Regions from separate parts of the Mus musculus genome. Here region 1 is linked to region 2. A link is a contact called in public HiChIP or PLAC-seq data. All regions are on one chromosome and are shown on one strand. The core of a region is the stretch at or near the end of the contact, and the rest is flanking DNA. Distances in the headings are between cores, read along the strand shown. Region 1 has its middle 30 kb from the start of Scd1. Region 2 holds the start of Bloc1s2 (biogenesis of lysosomal organelles complex-1, subunit 2).

Region 1 (7,022 bases), core at 2,359-4,858, 230 kb before region 2:
CTTCCTCCAACAAGGCCACACTTTCCAATAGTGCCACTCCCTGGGCCAAGCATTCAAACATCTGAGTCTATAGGGGTCATATCTATCCAAACCACCACACTTGAACTAATCTAAAATGAGCCATTCCTCTTCCTTGAGTACCACGCCAGGAATGGGATGGATGAGCACACGGTTGCCCAGGGTCAGGCCTTCACTCTTCCTTCAGTAATTTAAATCCTAGGCCAACTTTACAAAGAGGCAGTCGAGCAGCTAGCGAGAAAGGAAAGTATTCTAAAATCTCACAGGTAAAGGATAATATTCCGTATAAAAAGTGAGCAGTGCTTATATTCTCTGTGCCTCTTATCCCTGGTAAAGCTCCTCCTTCCACAGCTCACGATGTAGCCACACCTGGCTTTGACAAGGGTACTTGGGGTTTGAACTCAGGTTCTCCTGTTTGTAAATTAGTTGCAATTGCTGCCTGAGCTATCTCCCTGGCCTCCTCCCTGTGTTTGTGTGTTTGCTTTGATTTTCAGGCAGGGACTTATGCAGCTCAGGATACATGAGCTCTTGGTCCTTCTGCCTCTAGTTCCCAGGCACCAGGATTATAGCCATGGCCACCATGACCTGTTTTCTCTGTATTTCTAAGTGATGTGCCTATATGGCTAGTTAGTGATTTTAGGTGTTATATATATAATTTTATTCACATCTAACCATCAAAACTGAGGTTTTCTCTTTTCTTCCTTTCTTGCAGAACCCAGAGCTTTGTATGTGTTACACAAATACTCCACCACATTGACCATCTCTCCTCCTCCTCCTTCTTCTCCTCCCCCTCCTCCTCTCCCCCCTCCTCCTCTTCCTCCTTACTTTTTATGTGGGTGGGTATTTTGCCTACATGTATATGTGTCATGTACATGCAGTGCCTATAGAGGCCAGAAGAGCGTGTTAGTTCCCCTGGAACTGGAGTTAAAGGTGGTTGTGTAACATCAAAAGGCTGCTGGGAGCTTACCCTGAGTCCTCTGGAAGAGCAGCCAGTGAGCCTCTCTTCAGTCTGATTGATCATCTTTTCTTTGTTACGTTAGCATGATGATGGGCACCTGTAGACAATATTTTCTTCACCCTCTCCATGCAGATCTGTTGTAACTTTGGCTGTGTCCACAGTCAGAGTTTATACAAACCTATGTAAATATTGCTCACGCTGGAGTCATGCAATCGCTCCATGATTTCTTTCTTACGTAACTTTGTATTTCCTTTGGTTATAGTAACAGTGTGCTTTTGTTGTTCTTGTTGTGATATTGTTGTTTGTTTTCTTTCTTTTTTCTTTTTCTTTTGGGTCCTCTCTATATATTTAGCAATTCAACCTCTGCATCAGTTGTCAGCAGCTCTTCCTAGTACATCTGGTCACATCAGGAATTCTGTTAGTCCCGGTGACCTCAAGTGTTCTTTCCTGCAGCCTTCTCTTCTGCTCAGACTTAGCCAGGTACCCTCAGTTCATCCTCTCCTCTGTATGTTGGATTTCTTCCCTGGGTCACTGTGTTCCCTTCTTTTCTTGCATGCTCCTTTATTAAGAAGTGTGCATCCTCTTATTAGCCTCTTAGAAACAGAGTGTTTTAAAAAGACTTCCGTAGGATTCCAGTTCTCCCAAAGTGTGTGATGCTGTGCCTTGGTTTGGAACAAATTCCATTATCAAGAGTGTTTGCTACGTTTTATAATGTGGTGGGAGGGAGGACTTTAGCTGGCCTATGCCAAGGTGTCCCCTGAGGAATCAGGCCATGCGACAGGCCTAGTATAAGGGAAGGGAAGTGACCTGGAAAGGGATAGAGGCAGAGAATAGAGGGGAGAAGGACAGAAAGAAAGAGAGGAAGAAAGGAAGAGAGCATGAGAGGCCGGCCAGGGACACGTAGGGGCAGAGAGAGAGAGAGAGAGAGAGAGCAAGAGAGAGAGAGCAAGAAAACAAGTAAGCTGGGGTAGCCAAGCAGTCCCTCTTATACACTTGGCAGCTCTATAATTTTGGGTAGCTGTTACTAGGTTCCTTGGAGTAGCCTAATGAATTGTCTGTAAGCTAACAAGAACCAAGACCTGAAAATTACCCAGTTATTCTTTGACCTCTACCCATGCATTGTTCACATTTGCCTGCATGCACATGTGTATGCAAACACACACACACACATACCCCCCCACACACACCCATACACACATACACCATATATAAATTAATTAAAAAGTCATTGAGAAGGGGAAATGCTTGTTCTTCATAGCTAGGGAATTTTCTGTGATTCATCCAGTGATGATCTTTTATTCCCTTCTGCTTTTGCCTCTCTCTCTCTCTCTCTCTCTCTCTCTCTCCCTCCCGAGAGAGTGCTAGAGAGACAGTTCAGCAGTTAAGAGCATTATTTTTTCCAACCCATGTAAGGAGCAGAGCCGTGGGTTCTGCCCCAGGGTTTTGTGGGATACACTCTTAACTCCAGGTCTACACAGAGCAGGCTTGTGACACCACCTGATGTCGTCATCTGTAAGGACAAGATCCGCCATGGAAACCTCTCTGGATTGGCTTTTGCATGTCCCGTATAATGCCCCCTTACCTCCAATGTTCAAGGTTAGCATGGGACAGACAAAAAGGTGCACCAGAGTCTCTGTCATCCCCTGGACACAGGTGTGCAGGCTGAGCTTGGAATCCACACCTGCTGCCAGGTGGGCACACAGAGCCCCTCAGGGTGATGCTCCTTCCCTGAGGAGGAGCCAGGCCAGCATTTGCATCCCTGCAAGGATGCTCTGACCTCCTCCCTGGGGAAGTTTCACTTGCATCCAGCATAGGGCCATCCTGTGGAGCAGGAAGCAGAGATTCTCATGGATCCCTGTGCTTAGCTGCTATAGTGTTTCTCTCTCCAGAGTTCACAGGGCGGCTCCTTTACAACTGTGCACTTAGTTTCCAGGAGAGCCAGAGGGACCCTGCAGGAGCTGCCTTTTCTCTCTCAGGATGAGGAGCAGAGTTGAAGGTGAGGCAGACACTTCCCTCAGCCCCTGACTGAGAGGGAGAAAGTGAAGCTGCTCAGGACACTGTGGAATGCCAAGGGTGAGGGCCCCTGCAGCTGGTGCAGGCTCTGAGACTCCCTGGGGACAGGGTGGGGGTGGGGTGGGGGTGGGGCAGAACTGCAGCTGGAGCTGCTGAGGGAGCCTCGCCCCAGCCCTTGCTCAGTTCCTGTGAGACCTGGGCTTCTGTCAGAGCTCTTTGTTCTCACTCCACTCTGCTCTCCTGCTGGCCCTGTCACCCCTGGCCCTGTCACCTTCCCTTGCTCTGTGTAACCACTGAAGTGTCCCTTCAAGATCTTAGCCTCAGGTGTCTAGAGTGTCTCTTTCTCATCAGCCTGGTATCACATGAATCGCTTAGAGTGTTGGTCAATCCTCTCTCTGTCTGTGAAGCTCACTGACACATCTTATAGGCATTGTGACCACACCCAACATAAGCCCAGGTTAAGATAATGTTTCCACTGTGACCCCAGCCAATGCCAGCTGGGTCAAAGGTCTTTCTTTTTTCTTTTTTTAAAAGCATCTCCGAAGACAACTTCAGACATTCTTCTACCATGCGAGCATGGGGTAGGAGCAGTTGTCAGGCTTGGTGGCAGGTGCTTTTGAGTCACCTCCCTAGCCCTGTGTCAGAATTTAACGTGGATGGACAGTTGGTCATCTTGTGTTCTCTGAGCATTGCTATTTCCACAAGAAAGACTCTGATTGATTATCCAACACCAAATGGCCAGCCCTGAAAACATATATATGAGTAACATACAGACTGTGCAGGCTCAATTTAGGAATTTATGTGCAATTACACATACATATACATAGTAACAATTCTTGGGGAGGAAAGGCCATGGATTTGAGGGGAGCAATGAAAGCCGTAGGGGAGGGTTCGGAGAGAGGAAGCAGAAAGAGAAAATTATGTAAGAATTTTATAATTGCTTCTAAAATTAAATTTTTTTTTTTTTTTTTTGCTTTTTCCAGACAGGATTATTCTATGTAGCCCTGACTGTTCTGGAACTCACTCTGTAGACCAGGCTGGCCCCAAAGATCCACCTTCCTCTGCCTTCCAAGTGCTGGGATTAAAGGCAAGTGCCACCACTGCCCGGCTTGAAATACTATTTTTAAAGTGCTGAAATTCGGGCTGTAGAGATAGCTCAGTGGTTAAGAGCACCGACTGTTCTTCCAGAGATTCTGAGTTCAATTCCCAGCAACCACATGGTGGCTCATAACCATCTGTGATGGGATCTGATGCCCTCTTCTGATGTGGCTGAAGACAGCTACACTGTACACATATATAGAAAATAAACAAATAAATCTTTTTTTTTCTTAAAGTACTAGTATTTGGGCCCAAGAGAAGGTAAAAGGTTCCTGCCTCAAACCCTGATGCCCTGAGTTTCTTCTGCGATGTGCCTCCCTCCCTAAACACACCCAAAATAAGGAAATAAAAATGAAAAAGAGAGAAAGAGAGAGAGAGAAATTCTAGACTCTTAGCTGGAAGGAACCTTTGTCTTATGACTGCCTCTCAGTCTTGCTACCCATGAGATCTGGTCCCAAAATTTCCTTTGTGTCTGAAGTAGGTCTCTAGGGCAGCCCAAACTCCTGTGTTGCTTCTCTATGATCAAAGAGGTTACAAGAGTATGGTGAGGGCTTGGGTGTGGCGAGAAAAAAAAATGTCCCCTGGGATCTGCTGGGTTTTTTTTCTTCACAGATGACTGCTTTCACACAGCTGCCTGTGGATACAATGTATCTTTGTGACGTTTGTTCTTTCCCTTCTGCATTTAGCTTATTCAAATGGCCTCTTCCTTTGTGCCAGGAAGCAGCAGGCCCCTGGGGTTCTCCGTGTGAAATAGGTGTGAAGCATATCCTGGGCTTGCAGAAGGGCTGCAGGTTGGACCCTCTTAGCAAGAAGATGGACCTCTGACCGCCTAGGTTAGTCAGACTCTTTCCCTGAGAGTTCCTTACTTACCAAGACAAAGGAAGCCCCACCCTCATATCCACCCCTCCCCCCCTCACTCAATAAATGTCTATGAAATCCTGACAAAAGGAATCAAGAGTCCCAACACTGGGGAGATAAGAGCCAGAAGGATCTTTTTTGTACACCCTTTTTTGTACTACTTAGCCTGGGCTAAGTTGTAAGACATGGAAAGGGGGGACGGGGGAGAAGGAGGGAGGGAAAGGAGAAAGAGAAGAGTGGTTTCATATTCATCTTTTTAAAAAATGAAAACTTTAGCCAACTTGAAAATACAAAGTACCAACAAACTGTACCCACTTCTTGGATTTCTGTTGAGAAAGCTGAGTTAAGTAGGAAAGCACATACAAGAGGCTGTGGTGGTCAGTCTTCACAGAGCTGAGTAACCACATGCCCATCTTGAAACTGGGATGGGGCATGGGATACTCTAGCCAGGTCAGGCTTCTCCAGTCATGACTTTTGGCCCTAACATGACTGCATGCTATGTGTAGGTCTGAAAGCTAAATTAACCCTCTGCCAACTTAGCTTATGAAATGTTTCCCGGCAATTTATAATAATGTGTTGAAAGGCAAAGCCTGGCCCAAGGGCCTTTTAAACCTGACTTGCCTAATATCCACTCTTAGAATAAGGTGGAAAACACATAAAAGAGAATTTTCAAAAGCTTACCCTTCCATTCACAGGGTCTCAACCAGGGAAGGCATACATGTGTAAGGTTTATAAAACCAGCTAACAGACAGGCACATAACATAAGATAAACATAGCCTTTCCCCTTATTTTGACATTTTATAGACCTCTAATCTATTATTTGGGTTTTTTGTTGTTGTTGTTGTTTTGATTTGTTTTATAAAATAGGGTTTCTCTGTGTAGCCCTAGAGCTCAATTCTGTAGACCAGGCTGACCTTGAACTCACAAAGATCCACCTGCCTCTACCTCCTGAGTTCTGGCATTAAAGGTGTGCTCCACCACCACCTGGCTACAATCCCTCATCTTTATTTATTTATTTATTTATTTATTTATTTATTACATGTAAGTACACTGTAGCTGTCTTCAGACACTCCAGAAGAGGGAGTCAGATCTCATTACGGGTGGTTGTGAGCCACCATGTGGTTGCTGGGATTTGAACTTTGGACCTTCGGAAGAGCAGTCGGACGCTCTTACCCACTGAGCCATCTCACCAACCCTACAATCCCTAATCTTGAAGGCTGGATTCTGACTTCTCAAACTGATCAGTAGTCCACAGCAGAAGGTTTGCAGTGGGCAGAGCTGGCCCCGGTTAGCTCCTCTTTCACGCTAATGCTGTCCTGGGCGGCAGAGTTCATGAATGCCTTCCTGTGAATGCTGTAGCTCTCATGGTGAAGTTCCCATCATATGTCATTAAAACGGTCACCTTCTTGTGTCTGGTGAGGTATATGAGGGGTATAACACCTTGGGAAGACACACACACGGGCATTGCTTATCAAGAGGGACATTCTGGTAAGGCATTCTAGAGTTACAGCCTCTGGTCTAAAAGAGTAAACATACCTGGTCCTACCCCTTCTTCTCATGGGTAGTACCATGACAAAAGTAGGAGACAGGGCATTAAAAGATGGTGGGGTGAGGGGGCCACAACAGGAACTACTTTATGTAAGTCCATGTGGATACATACTTGCAATTTTTTTCATTAGCTTTTTATTAAAGTAACTCACATCCCTGGAATAGATCAGGTGGTGAGAGCTTACAGCAGGGACTCCCCCCCCCCTTCTATTTGCAACATTTTCACAGGGACTATTCCCTTGAATGCATCACTCTCCGAGTACTTGCCTTGACAACCCTTGAGTCTACCGAGATAGTCAGTCTTGGACTTGGGATGCAAGGGACACAGAACATACATCATCCCAAACTCCGAGAATTTTGTGAGGATGATGGAAAGAAGTTTTACTTTATTCCAAATTTTATTTGAATTAAATTGCTGGTACCTGTCTTACATCTCCTGCTCTGCTTTTGGCACACAGCAGGGCATCCTCAGACACACTGCTGGTATAGCACCTTTGGTTCTGCTAATAGCGAGCAATACTGCTCCTGC
Region 2 (7,198 bases), core at 4,055-6,554:
AATAATCTTTTGTCCTAGGAGCCCAAAGGTATGTATGCAAATAAGCCAAGACAAAGACTAAGTTCAAGAACAGAAGTGAGTTGAAGAGAGGGAGGCATGGACCAAGGAGAGTTATCAGCCCTTTGTAAGAGTATAGGAAGGCTTCCAGGAAGAGCTGTTGACTGGAAAGGGGCTTAGAGAATGACTAGCTTACATGTGGACAAGAGAGGAAGGCCAGTGTAATAGTTGAGCATTGTTTTTGTTTGTTTGTTTTTTGAGACAGGGTTTCTCTGTGTAGCCTTGGCTGTCCTGGCACTCACTCTGTAGACCAGCTGGCCTCGAACTCAGAAATCCACCTGCCTCTGCCTCTCAAGTGCTGGGATTAAAGGCGTACACCACCACGCCCGGCATAGTTGAGCATTGTTAAGCTATCAAGTGAATGGTGAGGTATAGGAGGGATTGAGGGTCGAGGTCCATGCTAGGAAAGGCCTTGAACATCACCACTGGATCCAAGGAATAGGATGCTTAGTTGGGCTTTAAAGCAGGGAATCTTTTTTTTTTAAAGATTTATTATTTATTATATGTAAGTATACTGTAGTTGTCTTCAGACACTCCAGAAGAGGGAGTCAGATCTCGTAACGGATGGTTGTGAGCCACCATGTGGTTGCTGGGATTTGAACTCTGGACCTTTGAAAGAGCAGTCGGGTGCTCTTACCTGCTGAGCCATCTCACCAGCCCAAAGCAGGGAATCTTAGATGTGTACTTTTATTAGTTTTGAGCCGGGTCTCACTTTAGTACCGAGGTTCACCTTGAACTTGATTTGATTCTTCCTCTACCCTCAGCTCCTCAAATACCTAAGAATCATAGACATCTTCCACCCTTCTCAGGTCTCATTAATTCAAAATATTGATTATTCTCTTTATGGAGGATGAATTTCAGGAGCAGGGAGTGAAAAGGAAACCTGGAGCTGTGGTGGTGGCATCTGGTTATTCAGGGGCAAAGAAATGGAATAATCTCTGTATAAGATCCTGAAGTTCTAACATAGCCAGTAAGAGTCAGAACTTGAAGGAGAAACGAAAGAACTTGTTGCAGGTAGAATCAGAAGACCCCAAAGATCCTGGCTTTTCTATATGGTCTTCTTTTTTTAGAGAGCAATACTCAGAGATCAAGACAAGAGTCTGGTGAAGGGGCTGGGAGTGGTTTGAGTGGTTACAGTTGCTTCAACCCCTTGTTCTTCTTAGACTGGGGCACGAGGAGCACGAGATCACCGCTGCCTTCACCAGGTTTGATCAGGATGGGGACCACATACTGGATGAGGAGGAGCAGGAACAGATGCGGCAGGGACTGGAAGAGGAGAGGGTGAGCAGGACCGTTTGGTGGGCAAGAAGTATATACACATCCCTTACTTGTCCTCCCTCCCCACCACATCTAAGCCAAATCCAAGCTGAATGTCCTCCCACAAATGAGTGAGAAAGAACTCTCTAGAATAATGGTTCTCAAACTGCTACGCATTAAATATCCAGGAGAGCCTTTAGACACCCCCACTCTCTGTCCCCATGTCCTAGATCAATCACATCAGAATGCCCTGCGTGGTAGGGCTAATTATAACATTAGAACGTTCTAAAATTTCCTAGATGATTCCAGCATACAGCCAACGTTCAGAACCATTGCTTTTGCAAGATTGTAATCCTTGATGAGGGCTGGTGAGATGGCTCAGTGGTTAAGAGCACCGACTGCTCTTCCGAAGGTCCTGAGTTCAAATCCCAGCAACCACATGGTGGCTCGCAACCATCTGTAACAAGATCTGACGCCCTCTTCTGGAGTGTCTTAAGACAGCTACAGTGTACTCACATATAATAAAATAAATAAGTCTTTAAAAAATAATCCTTGATGATCCTCCATGAGAAATTGTTTTCTTGGAATTTCGAAATTGACTACTGTGCCTGCTCCATCCTTATTAAGTGGAGGTCAGAAAATTCAAGGGCAGTATCACTAGACATAGGGAGGACGAACAGAGACCAGAAGGCTAAGACTGGGATTGTAATTCACAGTAGAGGCTGGATCAAAAGAAGGTGACTGTCCAGACTCAGCATCTTCCCGCTAACATCCGATTTCCTGAGCAGGTGACCCTCAATGCTGAGATTGAGAACCTAGGCCGGTCTGTTGGACACAGCCCCCCAGGCGAATTGGGCGCGGAGGCTGCCAGAGGACAAAGCTGGGTTTCTGGAGAAGAATTCGACATGTATGTGGAGGCCAGGGCCTAGGGATGGCTGGCTGTGGCATCTTTTGAGACTCTCTCCACAATTCCCAATTCCCTTTGCTGGTCCAGTGGGAGTTTCTGGTCCCCTGCGACCCTCCCTCCTCCCTGTAAGCTTGAGCCTTGCCTTCCTCCCTCCCATCTAGACAAACACCACAGTACTGTCTCTAATACAATACTCCTGTGCACACCCAGACACCATTTCAGCTTCCTTGGTCTCTCTCAAATCCTACTCAGGCTCACAAGGAGAGTTCTGCAGCTGCAGTGTGTTCTGGAAGGAGTTGTGTCCCAGATTGATGCTGTAGGCTCAAAGCTGAAGATGCTGGAGAGGAAAGGGGAGCTGGCTCCCTCCCCAGGAATGGTGAGTGCCCTCCAGTTGGGTCCGCTGAGTTCTTTACTGCTGGAATCCATCTTATTTTCTAGACAGTTAGGAGTGAGGGGCATTCTAGAAAGACGAGGGAAGTAATACTCACAGTGGTCACTTCTCTGTGGAGGTGGGTGGAGGACAGGTCCAGAAGTTGCTGTCAGCCTATAGATTACCTTGACCTTTTAGGAGGGTCTTTGAGTTGTTATAACCAACTATGAAACTATGAAAGAATAGACTGCTTATAAACTACCGAAGTATATTTTTCAGTTTGGGAGACTGGGAGGCCCAAGATCAAGTGACTAGCAGATTTAGGATCTAGTGAAAGTCAACTTCTTGCTTCATGGACTATTCAACTTAAGTGTTCTCATGTGGTGGGAGGAAAGAGGGACACTAATTCCCCTTATAAGGACTCCACACTCCCGATCTCACCCCCCCAAAGGCCTCACTTCCTAGTACTGTCACATTGGGGATTTGGATGTCAGCAAAAAACTTTGGGGAGACCCAAACATCAGTCTATAGCAATCTAGGTTCTTTGTTAATAAGTTGCAGAGAAAAATAAACTCTCCTTCAAATGAGCTATTCCTTTTTCTTCCAACAGGGGGAACCAGCTGTTTGGGAGAACCTGTATAATCCGTCCTAGGTGTCACTCCAGCTCCCTGGGAGTTCAGGGTGGACAGGAGGATGGAAAAGGGGTCCTAAAGCAACAGACAGCAAATTCTTCTCTCTATGCCTCCCCCACAAGCCTCATCTCCATCTCCATCCTCATCCTTTCTAGGGCAGCATGTTTCATGATGGCTGCTATGAAGTTCCCCCTGTATCTGGCCTTTTCAGCCGATGTTTTTGTGTGTAGCTGGGCAGCATGCTTAGACTTGTCCCTTGGTGTTTCTTTATGGAGTTGCACAGCTCTGTGAAGTAGCATTTCCTACCAGGCCCCTCTCTTCCTGGGCACTTACTTCTGCCAGAGTTGATTGACATCAACAACAAACAAGAAAAAGGAGCAGATGGGAATGACTCTCCGGAAGACCTCAGACAACCACGATTAGTTAACAGGTAGAAGTCCAAAGAGTGGGCGATGGATGTCTTCCTACGTTCCAGTAACTCTTACCCTTTGTGTGCATCACGATATCTGCCACTGGCAGGCATGGTTGTGTGTAGGAGGCCTTCCCTTTCTTTCCTCATGGGGTTTCCCTGTAAAAGAGAAAAGGAAGCTGTAGTGGAAAGAAGATTTTTGTGTGGTGAGATTCCAACAGAGGAGTTAAGAGTGACCCCCTCCAAAGGTGAAGTCAGTGAATTCTGGAGGAGCCTGCCTTCTGGTTCTTATGTTCCAGCGACTAGCTGGAACTGAGGGGACTTCAAACCTGGAATCAAACAAAACCTGAAGGAATCAAGCCAGAAAGGCTATCAGGATTCATTGATCTTTTGGACTAATATGTGGTGGTCTCTGGCTCTCTTCGTCATAGGACAATGTGAGGTTCCAAGGTGATTAGCAATAAAATTCTTTAGAAAACCACGTCTTTGCATTTCCTTCTGGGGCTATTGAGAGAAGAGAGAAGGATAAGAGTGTAAGACATTGTTGTACACTCTCTGGAATGTACTGGGGGCCATGTCAATCTCAGGGAGGTTGCTTCTCCCAGCAATCTTGAAATAAGAAGCCTTGGTTCATAGGAATGTTTGAAACGGCGGGTACTTTGATTATCCTATAGAAAGGAGTGGAGAGAAGGAGAATCAGTCTAGGGAGAATCAGTCTTCAGAGAGGAGATTAGAGGATAACCAAGACTAAGTTAAACTTAGTCAAAAACTCTACACTTAAGATTTTGGATGCTCAGGAGCCTGCATCCTGAAAACCCTTACACACCTCTTTCCCCCTCTCCAGTGACTCTCATTCCCTCACACTGAGCCTTCTATTCATCCCTGTCACCCCCACCTGTTCTCACCACCCCCCTCCCCCAAGCATTCCGTAAACCCGCTAGACGCGTGCAACAACTAAGTATAATCAAGATAACCTATGTGTCAGTGACGTCGGAAGTTTCCTTCAAGAGAGGTCCTTTCAACTAAACATTAGGGGCTAGCTTGCACTTCAAGAGATGTGAGTCAGAGAGTTGATACTAGTCCAAGGCCTATGGGAAAGGTAAGGGAGATTCCATCAAGAATCAAGGCCAAAGCCGGGCGGTGGTGGCACATGCCTTTAATCCCTGATTTCTGAGTTTGAGGCCAGCCTGGTCTACAAAGTGAGTTCCAAGACAGCCAGGGCTACACAGAAAAATCCTGTCTCGAAAAACCAAAAAAAAAAAAAAAGAAGATTCAAGGCCGAAATCTTGTGGGAGACACCCTGTAAAAGCGAATCCCTGAACAATTCTTTGATGAACAAAACATGTCAGGGTGCTGGTGTCTGGGGAGGAGGCCACCTCTCTCCAATAACTTTAGCTGACATGTTATGATGGGTCCACAACCCAAGACAGGCCGTGGCTGGCACAAGTGACCGTTCTAGAGTGTGGCTGCAGGGACGAACGCATTGCCAACCAGGTACTGTGATCTCAGTAACGGGCTAATTCGCAATAGCCTTAGCTTCAGTTTCAGCTTCATGCTTGGACTTTGATAAAAGGTCCTTATTTGAGGTGTGACTTGGGCAAGCCGATCAAAGCAAGGAAGCTGTGAGCAAGCGGCGGGGCGGGGCACCCGCGGGGCGCACGCGCAGATGCCCTTAGAACCGGAAGCAGCCTTGGGTCGGGCATGGCGGCGGCTGCGGAGGGCGTCCCGGCGACGCGACGGGAGGAGCAGCCACCTCGAGGTACTACCCTGTGTGGATGGAGATGCGGCGGCTGATGGTGGGGAGGCTAGGTCCGGATGCAGGAGCCGGTGGACCTGTCTACCGCAGTCAGGGCACTGAGACGAAAGCCTAGCTCCTGAGCATGGGAACGGAGTTGGCGTTTCAGGTGGGCGGGTGCGAGGAGAAGGGACGGGATGGTGGCAGGAGGAGAACGAAGGCGGCGGGAGCCCAAGTCGGGAGGGACTTAGGAACCGTCCGCTTTGGCTGGATTAGGTCTGGGGATAGGACGTTTACTCCTCACCTCCCACCCACACCTTGCCAGATGATGCTGCGGTGGAGACAGCCGAGGAAGCAAAGGAGCCTGCCGAAGCTGACATCAATGAGCTCTGCCGGGACATGTTCTCCAAAATGGCCACATATTTGACTGGGGAACTGACAGGTGATACGCAACCCCTTCTGGCTGATCCCAGCTGTGTATTTGCATTTGACTTCACGGAAATCTGAATGGTGCTTTAGCAGCCTCTGGTCAGTCCATGGTTGAATGGGAGGAAAGGAGCCGCTCTCCCCCTTGTCTTTCCCCAGGGAAGCACACCAACCACTTTTGAAACACAAATCTGCAGGCCTCTTGTCATAAAGGCCAACAACAAGAATTCCACACTGTTAGTCCAGAAGTGCCCCGCCGGGGGAGAAGTATATTTTAAGCAGAGTTGTGAAGGAAATGGAAGGGGGGGGGTACGTGAAACAGTCCAGTTAGTAAAAGAGCTGGAGTAAGCAAGCATTTGATGAAACCTGAAGGTTAGTCTGAAGATTTGCTGACCCACCCGTGGGACACGGTTAGATTTTAGTTCAGTGTCCCTGCGTCTGCATCTGTGTCTGTGTCTGAGGCAGAGTCAGAAAGCAGAGGCTGGACCTTCTGGGGTGACATAAGAACTTATACTGTTTCACTGCTCTGTGAAAAAATTACTCTCTCTCTCTCTCTCTCTCTCTCTCTGTGTGTGTGTGTGTGTGTGGCTTAGAACGACTTTCGAGAGTTGGTCCTCTTCTTAGACCACGTAGGTCACGAGGACCACGCTCTGATCTTCAGGCTTGGTAGCAAGGGCCCTCTCACAGGCCCCACCCCAGGAAATTTTTCTGTGAGCCCAATTTGTGAACCAGGATCTATGAGGAAAGGTTTAGTAGAGAAGTTGGGGGGTTGTAAGTCGCAGATTTTCTCTGCCTGATCGTTCACTTATTTTTGAGCAAGAGAGACCAAGTAACAAAAATCCAGATATATGGGTTCTCCCCACAAATTCTGAAGTCTATCGTAACTTACTTAGTAGGGCTCTACTTGACCAGGGTTTTGCAGCCTTTTAAGAAGACTGGATAATCTGGTTTGTGTCACCACTGGCTGGTCCTTTAGTGTGATCTTGTGGCCTTTGCTGGTTAGCACTGTTCTTGTTCTCTTGTTTTTTTTTCCATTTGCTGTAGTTTAGAGATGGAGTTGTCTGACCCAGTGCCTCAGAACTAGTAGGGAGTGCTGGGCTGAGAGGGCGCACACTCCTCCGCACACTCCTCCGAAGAGGGAATGATGGTTTCCTTGTGTGTTTATTATATAAACACTTGTGTTACTCCACCCATACACATTCCTCTGCTGGCTTCCAAGTGTGTGGCCCTTGTTTTAGAGAGATTATGACTTGATGGCCTCGAGAACAACTGTGGAAGAGAGAAGAGGAACAGTTGTCCAGAAAGTATCGGGAATCTGAGGCAGAGTGAAGATAAGAAGAATGGAGAGTTTGGGCGTGAGCACAATGCAGATGTAGACTTTATCCGGTACTGAGCAGGCTAAGGT

What was found. HiChIP or PLAC-seq counts read pairs in DNA pulled down with a chosen protein or histone mark.
Region 1: a contact with region 2 is called in an HNF4G HiChIP or PLAC-seq map of pancreatic cancer cells. The contact joins the enhancer-like site here to the promoter of Bloc1s2 in region 2. A contact is called at or near these places in 14 of 39 promoter capture datasets (the 3T3-L1 cell line, 3T3-L1-derived adipocytes, the C10 cell line and 9 more), 2 of 15 datasets of contacts at CTCF or cohesin (the NIH/3T3 cell line and embryonic stem cells), 24 of 484 Hi-C or Micro-C datasets (the AtT-20 cell line, B cells, the C10 cell line and 18 more), 11 of 115 datasets of contacts at active chromatin or transcription factors (acute myeloid leukemia, astrocytes, embryonic stem cells and 5 more) and 5 of 9 other capture datasets (adipose tissue, embryonic stem cells, liver and 2 more).

What each region holds. Positions count from the first base shown.
Region 1 is chr19:44,374,392-44,381,413 of GRCm38.p6, reverse strand. No RefSeq gene overlaps it. Among named protein-coding and RNA genes, the nearest start is that of Scd1, 30 kb to the left of the region's middle. Within about 2 kb of position 3,608, at least 72 of the 459 cell types and tissues checked have an H3K27ac peak or open chromatin away from gene starts, as enhancers often do. A contact at or near this core is called in B cells, the C2C12 cell line, the HL-1 cell line and 4 more, where this site is marked.
Region 2 is chr19:44,144,552-44,151,749 of GRCm38.p6, reverse strand. Bloc1s2 (biogenesis of lysosomal organelles complex-1, subunit 2) reads left to right here and starts at 5,304. Exons shown (of 5, transcript NM_028607.1): 1 at 5,304-5,391; 2 at 5,693-5,809. The coding sequence starts at 5,334. It overlaps Pkd2l1 (polycystic kidney disease 2-like 1), which reads left to right. Exons shown (of 15, transcript NM_181422.3): 12 at 1,221-1,338; 13 at 2,103-2,221; 14 at 2,474-2,597; 15 at 3,202-4,113. The coding sequence ends at 3,243.